Regions from separate parts of the Rattus norvegicus genome. Here regions 2, 3 and 4 are each linked to region 1. Evidence: chromatin contacts called from public Hi-C data. All regions are on one chromosome and are shown on one strand. The core of a region is the stretch at or near the end of the contact, and the rest is flanking DNA. Distances in the headings are between cores, read along the strand shown. Region 1 holds the start of Glul (glutamate-ammonia ligase). Region 2 has its middle 130 kb from the start of Glul. Region 3 has its middle 71 kb from the start of Glul. Region 4 has its middle 90 kb from the start of Glul.

Region 1 (3,176 bases), core at 165-2,664:
ACACTGGATTTGCAAGGTGTCTTTCTGGTCCAAAGCATACCAAAAAGCCCGTTTGAGGTGGATGCAGCTTCTGTGAGCCACAGTGTTAGACACACTTAGGGGAGTTGACAGAGGTTGACTTAAGAGGCCGAGCTATGTGTGTGTGGTCACAGGCAACATTTCTTTTTCATATTTGTGGTGCAAAACATAACCAGAAGAACAAACTCCATCCCTTCCTCTTCCAAAGGCACCAAGAGCATGGATTTCTGGTGTTAGAAAATCTCCATCTCAAACACCAGGGCTCCTGAAAACATATAATAAAGACCGGACATGAGGTAGATTTCATGTACTAGACACAGATTGCTCAGAACGTGGCATTAATAATATATGGGCCACGTCTATTTTTACAGGTAATTTCTGTGCACATTTTCAGTTTGTCTCATAGTGTTTACACATTATCTCAGCCAACACTGCAGGGTTAAGAAAGGAAAGAGAAACTCATTCCCCCCCCCCCCGCCCCGCTCCCCACATACTTAAAAACAAACAAGAAGCAAAAGCAGGGATTTCTTTCTTCCCTTGCTTTCTTATTGTTTGTTGAGACACGTTTTCTCTGTGAAACCCTGGCTGTCCTGGAACTCCCTCTGTAGACCAGACTGGCCCCGAACTCCGGAGATCCACCAGCCTCTGACTCCTGAGTGCTAGTACTAAAGGTATGTGCCACCACCACTCTTTAGCACACGGTCTGCATCCTGACTTCAAGTCTGGTGGACCGCTTTGAAAGTCCTTCCATCTGCTTTATTTTGCAGATCTAAGGAACTCGGGCACTGAGAGGCTCAGAGACTTGCGAGACACACAAGGCAACGTCAGTCAGTCTACGGTCCTCAAAAATCCTCTTTATAGAAACGTCACACTTGTGTTTAAACCGTGAAATCACAGCCTGATCACATCCCCCAAACCCAGTCAGGAAGCCAGGAAGATGGGGTCCTCCAGGTTCCGGGAATCCTGTCTGTCTCTGGCTCGCTCAACAAAGGGTAAAATTCTCTTCTGGGGTTCTGGATTTTCACCGACAGATCTCTCCGAAAACCTCTGTACTGTTAAGGTAGCAAAGGACCAAGGCCAAATGACGCTGAGACAGTCTCAGCCTGGGTCCGAGGGTCCAGAGGTCGCTAAAGAACGCGTGCTGCAAAGGCGCACAGCACCTTCGGCCCCGGCCCCCCAGCCGCCGCTGCCTCCCCTCCCCCATTCCCCTTTCTCTTTCTTTCTTCTGGGTCGCTCGCCCCACCCCGCGGTTCCTCACGGCTCCTGGGCCAATGGTCTCAGGGCCCCGGTGCACAGCAACTGATGGGCACGGGGTTCCAGGCCTAGGCCAGCCAATCAGGGCGCCTGGGGGCGGGCACAAGCTGCCAATAAAAAGTACTGAGCAGCCCGCAACCCTGCACAGCCGAGAATGGGAGTAGGGCGGAGTGTTTGAGCAGCACACCCATTTCCTCTCCGCTCTTCGTCTCGTTCTCGTGGCCTGTCCACCCATCCATCATCCTGCCGGCCACCGCTCTGGTAAGCGCACGGAGGGTCCAGGGGTGCACAGCCACCCGGGCTGTGGCGTCGCACTCTACATCCCAGCTCCAGTCTGTTGCTGCTTGGCGCGGGATGCAGCGTTCGTGCCTCCCGCGTGCTTGTAGCGTGCGGCTCGGGCCGGCTCTGTTTGGCGTTCCTAGGGCGCGCTGTGAGCCAGGCTCCGGGAAGGGCGGGGTTGCGGGTTGTTATGATCTGTTTTTTACTTGAGGCGGGAGGCGCCGCCCCGGAGGCGGGCGTCCTGGGTTGGCTACCAAGCCGAGATCCGGGGCGACTCGGTGGTCCCAGCGGGAGTGCGCTCTTCTTGCCTTAAGTGGGCGCCGGCGCCTTGATCCTCTCTGGGCGGCGCGATTGGGTGAGTTGTCACGCTGTGGGTGGTCTGGTTGAGGCTGGTGGTCGTTAGCTTTGGTGGCACCACTCGCCAGCACGCAACGCCTTTACCGTATGACCGAACAATGGAGAGCCGGGACCCCGGAGTGGCCGGAGGGCTCTGCAGTGGAGAGGCGGGGCCGGGCGGAGGCAGCAGCAGCACGCTGTGCCTCCCGCCGTCGCTCCACTCTCGCCGTCCGGCCTCTGTCCTCGCCGGGGTATGGCCCCTTGGGAGAGGCCTTGAGATCTGCGGGGGTCCGAGAGTCGGGGCGCCGACTTTCCGGTTATTTTAGTGGGAAGGGCTGCTTCTCAAAGTGGATTACCCCAACTCCTCCGGGGGCGGGAAGCGGGGATCCTCCCCCAACCGCAAATACTCAAAGAAAGCACCGGCTGAAGACATAGACGATGGAGAGTCTCGGTTCTCAGAGTCCCCTTCTAATACCTTCGGCTTCGTTGCCTACTCTGTGAACAACGGGGAGAAGTCGAGGGCTAAGGTTAAATCCCACCAGCCTACTTATTCCAGCACCTCCCACTCCGAACGATCTGGGTCCCCCATCCCATCGCCCTCACCCAGAAAGCAGCGTTGCTTAGACCAGCGAGAAATGGAGCTGGAGGAGAGGAACGAACACTACTCTAAAAAGAGGAGGATTAGAGAGTACAACCTCAATGTATTTGATTCACATTGGCTGGGGTGAGTAAAAAGGCAGGGAGAAGGACCCGGGTGCATCTGGCAACAAGCAGAAACTACTCAGAATCTTAAGAACCCGTTCCACTTTGCACCACAGGGACACTAGTTGGTGCTAGGTACACTAGGCTGCTGGTACCCAACTGGTTTCCAGGAACAGAGGAGGAACCCAGGTTCACCTAAAGATTGTTAAATGCTGGATGTGTAAGCCACAGGAGAGGCAAGCCGAGAGAGAATTGGGTGGTGTAAGTTGAAGCCATCTGGAATTACAGTCCAGGCCTCGGAGTGGTGTAGGTAGAGGTTCTGGTTCTGTGTAGAAATCCACCGCAGAGATTCATCTGTTCCCCAGGGAAAGGGTTAGGCTTTTGGAGGGAGAAGCACTTGTTTTCACTTGGGCAAACATGGACAGTTGCCCGTAGAAACTTTGCCACTGTACTTCAGAAAGTTGCCCAAGTCGCTGGGAGGAGAACAATATGTTCCCTTTCCATCTATCCTGGGTGATTAGGGAGGGGGATGTTTCCTCTTGGGTTGAGGCTGGTTTTGCAGGCTCTGATTCATAGAGGATCTTGTC
Region 2 (3,221 bases), core at 385-2,884, 130 kb after region 1:
GTGATGGATCAGGCAATGCCAAGACACGTTACCTTTCCTATCTTATTTAATATTCCAGTGCACCTGCAAGTGCATTATCTTCTAGAGAACTGAGCCCCTGGGAAGGAGAGGAATCTGCCCCTGAAAAGGAAGGTGGAGACAAGTCTAGCTGCCTTCCATACCATGGGGATTCCTTATTCCCCACATTGTTGGCAGAATGCACATTTCATCAGATCCAGACTCTTACTTTCTGGAGAAGACAGTGACTCACAGAAATTCAGGGCCCCTTATGCACGAGGAGCTGGCACGGAAGGTAGGACTGGTTCAACGTTGCTATTCTACAAATATCTCTACTTGTTGCTGTTTAAAAATAAATAAAATCAGTAACACACAATTTGTAAATCATGCGAGTGCCCAAAGGATACATGAATTTATACACATTCCACAATATTTTCCTTGAGTTCCACCCCCCCTCCTTTTTTTAATGAAACATTCAGAGTTGAAATACCTAGTGAAAAGCTGGCTGTGGTGGTGGTGCATGCCTTTAATCCCAGCACTGGGGAGGCAGAGGTAGGTGGACCTCTGAGTTCTAGGCTAGCCTGGTCTAAAGGGCTAGGTCCAAAACCGCCAGGGCTACACAGAGAAACTCTGTTTTGAAAAGCAAACAAATGAACAAAGTTTTAAAAAAAAAAGAAGAAAGAAAAAGGAAAGAAATACGTAGCGAGAATTTTCTATTATAACACAATAAAATAAACTCTTTAAATGACACATTTTCTTTTTCTTTTTTTCTTTTCTCTGGAGCTGGGGACCGAACCCAGGACCTTGCGCTTGCTAGGCAAGCGCTCTACCACTGAGCTAAATCCCCAACCCCCAATGACACATTTTCTAAAGAAGCAATCACACTCTAATGTGTTTTTAAATTTGGAGTTTTGGTTTTTTGAGAGCTTTCAAGGGAATGCACACTTGTATAGAGCATTTTTTCTTTTATTAGATTTTTAAATTTACATTTTAAATGTTACCCCTTTCCCAGTTTCCCCTCCAGAAATCCGCTATCCCATCCCAGTGTAGAGCATTTTTTTATGCCTTTTATATATCCTGCTGTATTCTTAGAATCAAACATAAAATGCAGTTACTTAATTCTCTAGTAAAATGTCATCTTCAGAATAATATCCATATTTTGAACTGGTGGAAAAATACTGTGTAACAGGAAGATCAAAATAGTGCCTGTTGCTCCACCAAAGGGTGACTTTGACATTTGCTGTTACACATTGCTTCAAATTAGGTTTGACTGTTAAGTATGTGACTTCCATCTTCTGGCCTCAGATTTGGCATCTGGGAGAATGGGAAACTGTACCCCACGTCCCCTGGGGTCACTTTGAAGTTCAGAGAGACAGGAGACCTTAGAGGTGTATTCCCAAGGAACCCACCCCTTCCTTAACAGACTCCAGCTGTCATCTCACCTTCTTGGCTCCCTTAACTTTAGTCTGCAATCCTTCCCTACCGGATCTTGAAATACTAAAGGGAACAGTGAAGATTTTCAATTCCTGGACTGGAGCGCCCCCTAGGCACACAGAGCTAAACTGTGACGTGCTTCGACTGACTCAGGATTCTGGGAAGTTGATGTCTAGGGTCACCACCAGATCCTTGAACTTCCCGGTTTGTATTGTGAGGCAAGCACCCTGGGACTTTCCTGACTGGGCAGGGAGGGTGCAGGGAAGGAGACAGAGAGGGAGGAAGTGGCAAACGCTGTCCAAGCAGGCTCTGAAAAGGCTATGCAGGGTTGCTCCTTCAACACATGTGAGGCTAGAGTGGGGGCGGGGTGGAAGATATACTAGAGACTCAGGAAATGCTATCCAGCAGGAAAATATTCAGCAGCCGTGGTGAGTGCACGGGGACTGAAGAATCATCACTTAAAAAAAATAAATCACCTTTAGAGCAGGACTCACCATTAGTGTGGTACTCACCTTTCAACCCAGGGTTCAAGAGGCTAGAGACTGGAGAATCTCTGAGTTCGAGGCCACCCTGGTCTATAAAGCAAGGGCCAGGACAGCCATAACGACACAAAGAAACCCTGTCTTGAAACAAAACAAAACAACAAAACCTGTTAGAACAGAATAACCCATTACATGTCAATTGTTTCTGTTACTACTCTCTTGTTACAATGAATCTTATATGTTCATTTTAAACAATGATTCTTCCTGCTTATGACATTTTTGCTGCATTTTTATTTTCTCTCCTCTTTTTTTTTTTAATACTAATCACCTATATTCAGAGTTAACATAACCAAAGCTTTGGGTCATAATGGCGTGTTCCATTTTGTCTCTGTATGTGTACATTGTGGTGATCTAGTGTGTGTGCAGTATGTGTGTGCCTCTGTGGTATATGTATGTGATACATACAGCATGTATGCATTATACATTTCTCTCTATGAGTATTATATTATATTATATTATATGAGTATTATTGAGTGCTATATGTTTGCGTGTGGTATCTTAACTGTATATTTGTGTGGAGGGTGTGTTACTGTATGTGTAGCGTGTATATTTGTGGTATATATTTCTGTTTCTGCAAGGGTTAATATGGTTTGTATATGTGTGTTCAAGTATGTGTGTGGGAGGGGTGGGTGTGAATTTGTGGGTGAACAACTGTGTGTGTGTGTGCCAACTATGTTCATGTTTACTGACTCTAGCTTCTCAGGTCCAAATTCAGGCCTCAGTAACCATTCTGGAAAGTGAGATTTCTTAGGAGCTCCTGAGACTGTGGCTAGCATCTAAGAGTTGGGCAAAGCACTTTGCATGGTAGGTGTTTGAGAACCTGCACGGTCACTGTGTATGCTGGGGGCAGTGACATTCCTCCACTTCTGCAGAGGCCAGCGTCTGCTGCTATCAGCAGTCAGCACCCTCAGGAGCCTTTATCACAGGCCACAGAGCGTTTGACTTCACACACTATGTGTTTTTTCTCTAAGACATATTTTCATTCCCTCCTAAGACAAAAGATCTCTTGGGTGAATCGGTCAGTCCTTTTTCCTTGTTAGGACAGTTGATATCAACTCTGTCAGCCTTTTGGTCGGAGCAGGAAGGGATGGCACGTATCCAGATCTGCAAGGTGGCCTTTCCCCTAGTTTCTAGCCACAGTTCCGACTTGTGTACACACAGCTCCACAGTGAACATGCCCTGCTGTGTGGCTCAGTCAGCCTCCTACCTCCTGACCTGGGTCTTACACAGAAGGCGAGACAGTCATGA
Region 3 (3,402 bases), core at 229-2,728, 71 kb after region 1:
GGTGGGCCTATAATTGCAGTTCTTATGCCGGATTTGGCTAGGTACTAAATTCTTGGCTAACCTATGCTACACTGTAAAGTGAGATTCCCCATTTCTAATGAACAAATCACAAATCAACCAACCGGAAAATACACACAAACAGACAGACTGACACCCCAAACAAACAAAGAAGAAAAAAACCTCAGGCTGTGAGACTTGGGGCTAACTACCTTCAATCAGATTTATCTTGGTCACCCATTTTTCTTTTTAATTGTTCTCTTTGAAGTGTGGGGATATCAATGGCTAAAGTGGCTATCATGAAAACACAAATTAGGCTCTGGGAATGGCCTCTGTCTCTCACATTTAGACTCTTGCCTTTAGATTGCCCGCTTTAGATTGCACTGCATCACCTTAAGAAGACTTTTGCTCCTTGTCACGCTATTTACTCTGGCGTCACATTTACTCTTTGCTATGTTCTAGGCACTGGATCATATATTCAGGACACAGCCCTGCCACAAAGGACCCTTCATCTAGGAGATGGGTGGACAGCCGGAAACGTCCTCTGTGGTACTGTCAGGGGGATGAGGAAGAACCAAAGCATGAACAAGACTCAAGATGTCGAGGAAACTCAGTAGAGGGACAGTCTGGGATAGCAGATCCAAGGAGGTAGGACTTAAAATGGTCTTAGAAAACCTGGAAATGGAATTTCCATCAAGGCAAGAGAGGAGTGGTGCTTCAAGTACTGGGGACAGCATGTCAAAGGCATGAGTGGGCGATACCAAATAGCAGAGCTGGGAAAACAGCTGCAGCCTGTTGTTGATGGAGGACCAAGTGCAGGGAGAGGGTGGATTTGTAGGACCTAAAGCTGAAGTGGATAGGAGCCAAACCACAAAGGTCTGTATAATAAGAGTGTGTAGGGTACAGCAAGGGCAATGAGAGCTGCAATTTACAAAGTGCAAATTACCTATGACATGCCTGACTCTCAATCCACTTTCATCAGCCACTCTCTACGGCCAGGGAATGAGGGCTGCATTATGGTAGGCGTGGTTCCTCTGAAACCCACACCTAGGATTCCTGGGTAAGAAACCTTTGCCATGCTCGATGGCTACACACAACTGCTGCTATGTTATTTTTCTTTGTGGGGTTTATGATCTAGCAATTGGACACAAGATACAGTATGTCCCTGCCACTGTGTGAGTCAGCACCTTAGCTGGAGAAGCTGATGAGGAGCTGTAAGGAAGGGTCAGGGTTATACTCAGCCTCTCACAGCAAGCTCCCCCTTCTAGATAAATCTTCAGTTTGAAAACCAAGCCCATCAACTGACAAAGGGGCAAAAGAAATGTTCCAAATGCTGACATATTATCTAGCAATGAAAAGAAATAATACCCGTTATGGCACAGACACACTTAAAAACATGCAAGTCTTCACATTCCTGGATGGTGTGGGCCTCCCCTCCCCTCTGGCTCTGGCTCCGACGTGCGTCCCCAGTGACACAGAGTGTCTATGTCGTCTGAGGTGCTAGAGCCTCCGGTTGGAATGCTTTTCAGTTCTCCTCCTTCCTAGCCACAACCTGACCGACCTGACCTCCAGGATGGCTGGACAGCAACTCCTTCATGAGGCCTCGTACTTGTGCAGTCTGCCCAGCCACCCTTCCCCTGCTTCTAGGCTTCTAGCCTGCTTGCTTTGCTTCCCCTTCCCTCCTCCCTCGCCTTTCTTTTTATAGAGTTATTTATTTTATTATTTTGTGCGGATGAGTATCATGCCTGCGTGCATGTGTGTGTACCAAATGCTCGATTGGCGTCCTGTGCAAGAATAACGCATGACTCAACTGCTAAGCCGACTTTCTAGTCCCAGCGTGCTTTCTGTGCAGTTCGCTGTCTAAGCTTTACACTTGGCACCTGTCTCCTCAGTTTTCACTCCTACTTTATGATTTTGCTACTTTGGGCAGCATACTTAACTTCTCGGTGCTTCAGTTAACTCATTTATAAAAGGGGAAGATAAATCTTCTTCGTAAATGTGATATGACATTAAAATGCCAGTGTAATTAAATATATATTATTTAATATAGTATCATGTATTTAAATATATGTTTTAATATGTTTATACACTTTAAATATAATACATGATACATATTATATATTATTATATAGTATGTCCCTGGGGGTCTGGGAATTGCCTTGGGAACTGAGCCATGACCCCGAAGTTAAGGTCATACAGGCTTTAAAGCCTGAGATCTACAAACATCTGTGCCAAGTTAATCCACCAATCAGGAATTAGGGATAGGGAGGTTTCCTTAGACCATGTCTTTGTTGTACACTTACCCTGCTCCTATTGGTTGGGGTATTCAACTTGCTGTGTCAAACATTCGTGTCTCAACTTGTCTACCAGGATGGGACTTGTCTAACATTCACGTCTTAACTTCGCAACCAGGCTGTCAGTTACCCAAGTCCATGTCTCTTTCTACCAAGTAGGATGTCAGTTCCCAGTAAACTTTACTCGACCATTGCTTGAAATGGAAGTCTTATTTTAAATAGTTTTTGATATCTCTTGTTGTGTTTTATAAAAAAAAAAAAAAGAAAGAAGCCAGGGATATATTTGGTGGAGACACGGTATGATGTGGGGAAAGGGGGTGCTTCTGCAGGTCCATACTGAGGTATCCCCTACCCCTGAGGTACCAGCCACATGATGCTATAGTATAGAATAGAGTTTATTTAAGGCATAGGAAAGGGAGTTGAGGGGGTAGTAGAGACAGAAAGTCAGAGAGAAAGAGAGAGAGAGAGAGAGAGAGAGAGAGAGAGAGAGAGAGAGAGAGAGAGGTTGGCCATGAACCAGTGGAGAGAAGAGGAGGGGAAGGGAGTAAGAAGAACAAGAGCAAGAGAGTGAGGAGGGGGCAGGCAGCATCTTTTATAGTTAGTTAGGCACACCTGGCTGTTGCCAGGTAACTGTGGGGGGAGCTTCAATGAAATGCCAACATCTCTTATGTTGGGGTCCATCCCAGGGGCAGCTTATAAAAACAAATACCATAAAAGCTTATACACAGGTACAGGAAGTGCTGCTGGGTGATTGGTTTGGATCCAAGCTTTTTATGGGTAACTATACAAAATAGTTTTAACTTCTATCATGATTGGTTTCCAAGGGCACAGAACATAACAGAATATATAATCAACTTGGTATTAGAAAGTTTCCTAGTAACAGCAGAAACATATGAGAAAGTTTCCTTATAATGGCAGGCTAGCCAGGTAACAGTTATCTAGGCCTTAACATTTCACCTAGGCCTTAACATTCCATCTAGACCTTAAGATTTTATGTAGATGTTAACAGTATCTGCAATATATAATATATTAATTAAATATATGCTTATAAATTATATGCTTATAAATATATTTTCAATATACATGTTGGGCACAATGTCTTATGGAATTC
Region 4 (3,396 bases), core at 733-3,232, 90 kb after region 1:
GAGACAAGCCCTGTGCAGAACAAACAAGGCCTGCTCTCATGTTTGCTTTGGTTTAAAGAGTTACTGGGGATCCTGTGCTAACCTTTTAGTTTTGCAGGGAGCTTTGGTCTCTTTTCAAAAAGCTGTTCCAAAGTAGCAGTTTCTTCACGGGACCTGTCAGACAAATCCTTAAAATAGACCTTCTCTGTGGTCAGCAAGTGTGGCAGCAAGAACACCAGGGCCATTGGCCCCAGTCATGTGTCAGGACAGTGGCCATTCAGGAGTATTTACTTTTGATTTTTCATCTTGGTATATCTTTAAGCCATATTCTTCAATGACTCCAACCACCTCTAAGTAGTTGACTCTTCTCCTGGGAATCTGTGCCCAGATGTGACTAGAGCCCTTTATGGCAGGACATGCACACCAGGGGTCTCATTGTTCTAGAACCCCTTGCTTTGGTCTTACGGTACCTCTTGACCTTCTTATCTAGAAAGAAAAGATGAGACTGAGGGTGAATCTGAGTAAGAGCTCATTTGTTATCACTTCTAGAAGAAAAACAGGGCAAGATTCCTCTTTAACAGGGGCCCACTCATACTACCAGGTGTCATGGTTGGGGCTTTGACTGGCCTTGCAGATGTGAACTACATCTGGTTAATTCCTCTCCCTCATGTACACTTCCCGCTGAGTCTGTTTGGCTTTTTACAGGCACCTCCAAGTCACAAGTGTGTGAACCTTGTAGGAGTCATTTCCCCTGGTCTCTGCTCATCATGTTCTTTCTGATTATGAGTCTCTCCCTGTATCCATTTAAAGCCTTCCTACACTTCAAGGCCAGTACAAACCTCCCTCCTCTGCAAAGCCTTTCCAGAATGTTCCTCACATTTAGTGCTAGCACTGATCTTGTTTTAAGTGGGTTAGATTGGCTTCATCAGATGGCTTTCAAATTCTAGGAGGATAGAGGGCCTATCGAATCCTTTCCCAATAGTATTCCAACCACCCCCAAGACTCCTTTCCTATCTGCTTCCACTGTTCCTTTGTTCACTTCTGACCAGCTCCTAACTAATTGAATGAAGGCAGAGATCCATTCATGCTTGCTGATTGGTTGATTTATTCAGAGCTTACATTAAAAAGAAGAAAATAATAAAGCAAAATAATAAAAGGTTGAGTGTGATCGATGCACCCTGTTCTGCGCCTTTGAAAAGGAGTACATCGAAACCTATAAAAGCCTTCGTGTATGTTTCTCTCATTTAACCACCCACCAAGAGATTCTGACTCTAGCCTCTGCCTTCCTCAGAATAATTCACCCATAAGTAGACACTAATTAGCATCTGTTAGTGGTACCTACCTGGGCACTGGGGAGATGGCTTAGTAGTTAGCAGCACTCACTGACTCTTTCAGAGGACGCAGGACGCAGGACCCAGTTCCCAGTTCCCAGCACCCACTATGGCTTTCAACCATCTGTAACTCCAGTTCTAGGAGACCTAATGTCCTCTTCTGATTTCTACAGGTTCCTGCATGAATGTGATGAACTTCTATATACTCAGGCACACACACATAAAATAAAATGAGATATTTTTGTTTTGTTTGTTTTTTGAGACAGGGTCTCTCTATGTAGCTCTGGCTATCCTAGACTGCAGACCAAGCTGGTTTTGCACTCACAGAGATCCACCTTTCTTTGTCTCCAAAGTGTTAGGATTGAAGATATGTGCCCCACATGCAGCTAAAATAACGGGAAGTGAAGAGAGCTGTGGGCAATTGTAAGAGATGACAAAGGAGAACCAAAGGTTCAGGGACCAGAATGAAGGGCTTCGGCTTTCAAGAGCACAGATTGATTCTCAAAACAAGTCCTGTTGACTTAATGCTATGAAAAGGACCAATCACACAAGTGGAGCCCCAGCCCTGAGCACCTGAAGAGACTTCTGGGTGAGGGGAGGTGGCCCTAAGCCCTGTCTGAGGGATGGCCAAAACTACCGGTCTGTGTAACAGTCGGGAAAGGTTCCCGAAAAGAGCTAAATTTAGCCCGGTGCCTGAGGGCATGAACTTCAGAGGAAAAGGGCAAATGAGGAATCACTCAATGTGCCAGAGAGAGAGAGACCAGCAAGCTGTACCCACGCCTGGTGGTTTACAGTAACAGCCAAAAAGGACTGACTGTCTCACCGGGTGCTACGGCTATAGCAGCTACCACATGGCTGCCTTATAGCCACAGGCACCTGCTTGTGCGCGTCTCTGTCTCTGAGGGAGTTTACACTGAGGACCTAGAGTCTTCCTGGACATTTAGATCAGGAACTTGTCAATCCCTCATGCCTGCTGAGAAAACTGGGAAACGTGAAGTCTCTCAAGGATCTAGGTAAAGGGCTGAGCGTTACAAAAGCATGTCAGCTTGTATCCAAGGAGCTGCAATATTGGAACAAGCAGTTTCCAGTGTGCAATAGCTTGGCGATGTCATGACAGAACAGCACCTACTGATGGAGCACAAAGAAAAGCATCGAGTGCATTGTTGATCTGGACAATGAGTCTAAATTGGGGAAAGCCATAATGAAGGTGGCTTGAGGGCTCTCATGATTAAGAGCATATTTCAAAGTAAGAATGGAGGGCACCTCCTGGGTAGCTAATTTGTAAAGAGTCACCCTTTTGTAAAGAGTCACTCGGTCCTCAGAGGTGAGTATCAACACCAACGTACAGATGTGGCTGCCAGCTCCAAAGCCTGAGTTCTTCTGCATGGTTCTCTCTGTTCTCCATGGTTGCAGAGTCTCATCCAGGAGGAACCTACAGAAAACCAGTATAACCAGAACATAGAGGAAGGGAGGGGGGTTCTTGTTGGTAAGATGTCAGGTTATCTTGGACCAATCAAAAGCTAACAATCTATTGACACCCAGCTTGGTAACTTGCTACCTGAAGTTTCTATTTCCTGTAAAACGGCTAACCTCTGGTGAATACACTTGGTAGGTAAAAGGGGATGCCCCCCACCCCCACCCCCACTCTCTTTGCTTTTAGCATAAGATTGCCTTTCTGCTCCCTGCCCAGTTCCCTTGACCTTTGCCCTCAGCACCAGGAAAGCGCATACTTGCCCAACCTTTATGCCACACAGTTCAGAGCAACACATGCTCTAATCTGGACTAAGTCCACTTAGCAGAGGCATAGGTGGCCCTCTGCTGACCCTTCCTGGAGACTCTCGTATTGCCAGGGTTCTCCCATCTGTGCTAATGGGAATGGGGAGAGGATGAGGCGAAACAGACAGAAAACTGTTCTTCCACTGTTAAGTCAGGAAGTGGCCCCTCAGGTAAGCACCATGTCTTCCTCCACTTTTAGCTCCTCCCATTTCTTTGCGTCACTGACCATTAGCTTCCTGAGACATATTCAACACCAAAGAGGCCGGCAAGCATCAAGGCACTCCTTCCCAGTTCCAGACATCTAAGACCT

What was found. A called contact is a pair of places that touch in the nucleus more often than the background predicts.
Region 2: a contact with region 1 is called in a Hi-C map of the A7r5 cell line, with 5 times the contacts expected there. The contact joins the enhancer-like site here to the promoter of Glul in region 1. A contact is called at or near these places in 11 of 12 Hi-C or Micro-C datasets (the A7r5 cell line, the Rat2 cell line, Schwann cells and 6 more) and 1 of 1 datasets of contacts at active chromatin or transcription factors (oligodendrocytes).
Region 3: a contact with region 1 is called in a Hi-C map of the A7r5 cell line, with 2.0 times the contacts expected there. The contact joins the enhancer-like site here to the promoter of Glul in region 1. A contact is called at or near these places in 5 of 12 Hi-C or Micro-C datasets (the A7r5 cell line, the Rat2 cell line, hepatocytes and 2 more).
Region 4: a contact with region 1 is called in a Hi-C map of liver, with 2.8 times the contacts expected there. The contact joins the enhancer-like site here to the promoter of Glul in region 1. A contact is called at or near these places in 7 of 12 Hi-C or Micro-C datasets (the A7r5 cell line, Schwann cells, hepatocytes and 3 more).

The regions. Positions count from the first base shown.
Region 1 is chr13:68,574,652-68,577,827 of GRCr8, forward strand. It overlaps Glul (glutamate-ammonia ligase), which reads left to right and starts at 1,415. Exons shown (of 7, transcript NM_017073.4): 1 at 1,415-1,533.
Region 2 is chr13:68,701,002-68,704,222 of GRCr8, forward strand. No RefSeq gene overlaps it. Among named protein-coding and RNA genes, the nearest start is that of Glul, 130 kb to the left of the region's middle. Within about 2 kb of position 1,635, at least 40 of the 93 cell types and tissues checked have an H3K27ac peak or open chromatin away from gene starts, as enhancers often do. A contact at or near this core is called in the A7r5 cell line and liver, where this site is marked.
Region 3 is chr13:68,645,438-68,648,839 of GRCr8, forward strand. No RefSeq gene overlaps it. Among named protein-coding and RNA genes, the nearest start is that of Glul, 71 kb to the left of the region's middle. Within about 2 kb of position 1,479, at least 12 of the 93 cell types and tissues checked have an H3K27ac peak or open chromatin away from gene starts, as enhancers often do. A contact at or near this core is called in the A7r5 cell line, where this site is marked.
Region 4 is chr13:68,663,934-68,667,329 of GRCr8, forward strand. No RefSeq gene overlaps it. Among named protein-coding and RNA genes, the nearest start is that of Glul, 90 kb to the left of the region's middle. Within about 2 kb of position 1,983, at least 5 of the 93 cell types and tissues checked have an H3K27ac peak or open chromatin away from gene starts, as enhancers often do. A contact at or near this core is called in hepatocytes and liver, where this site is marked.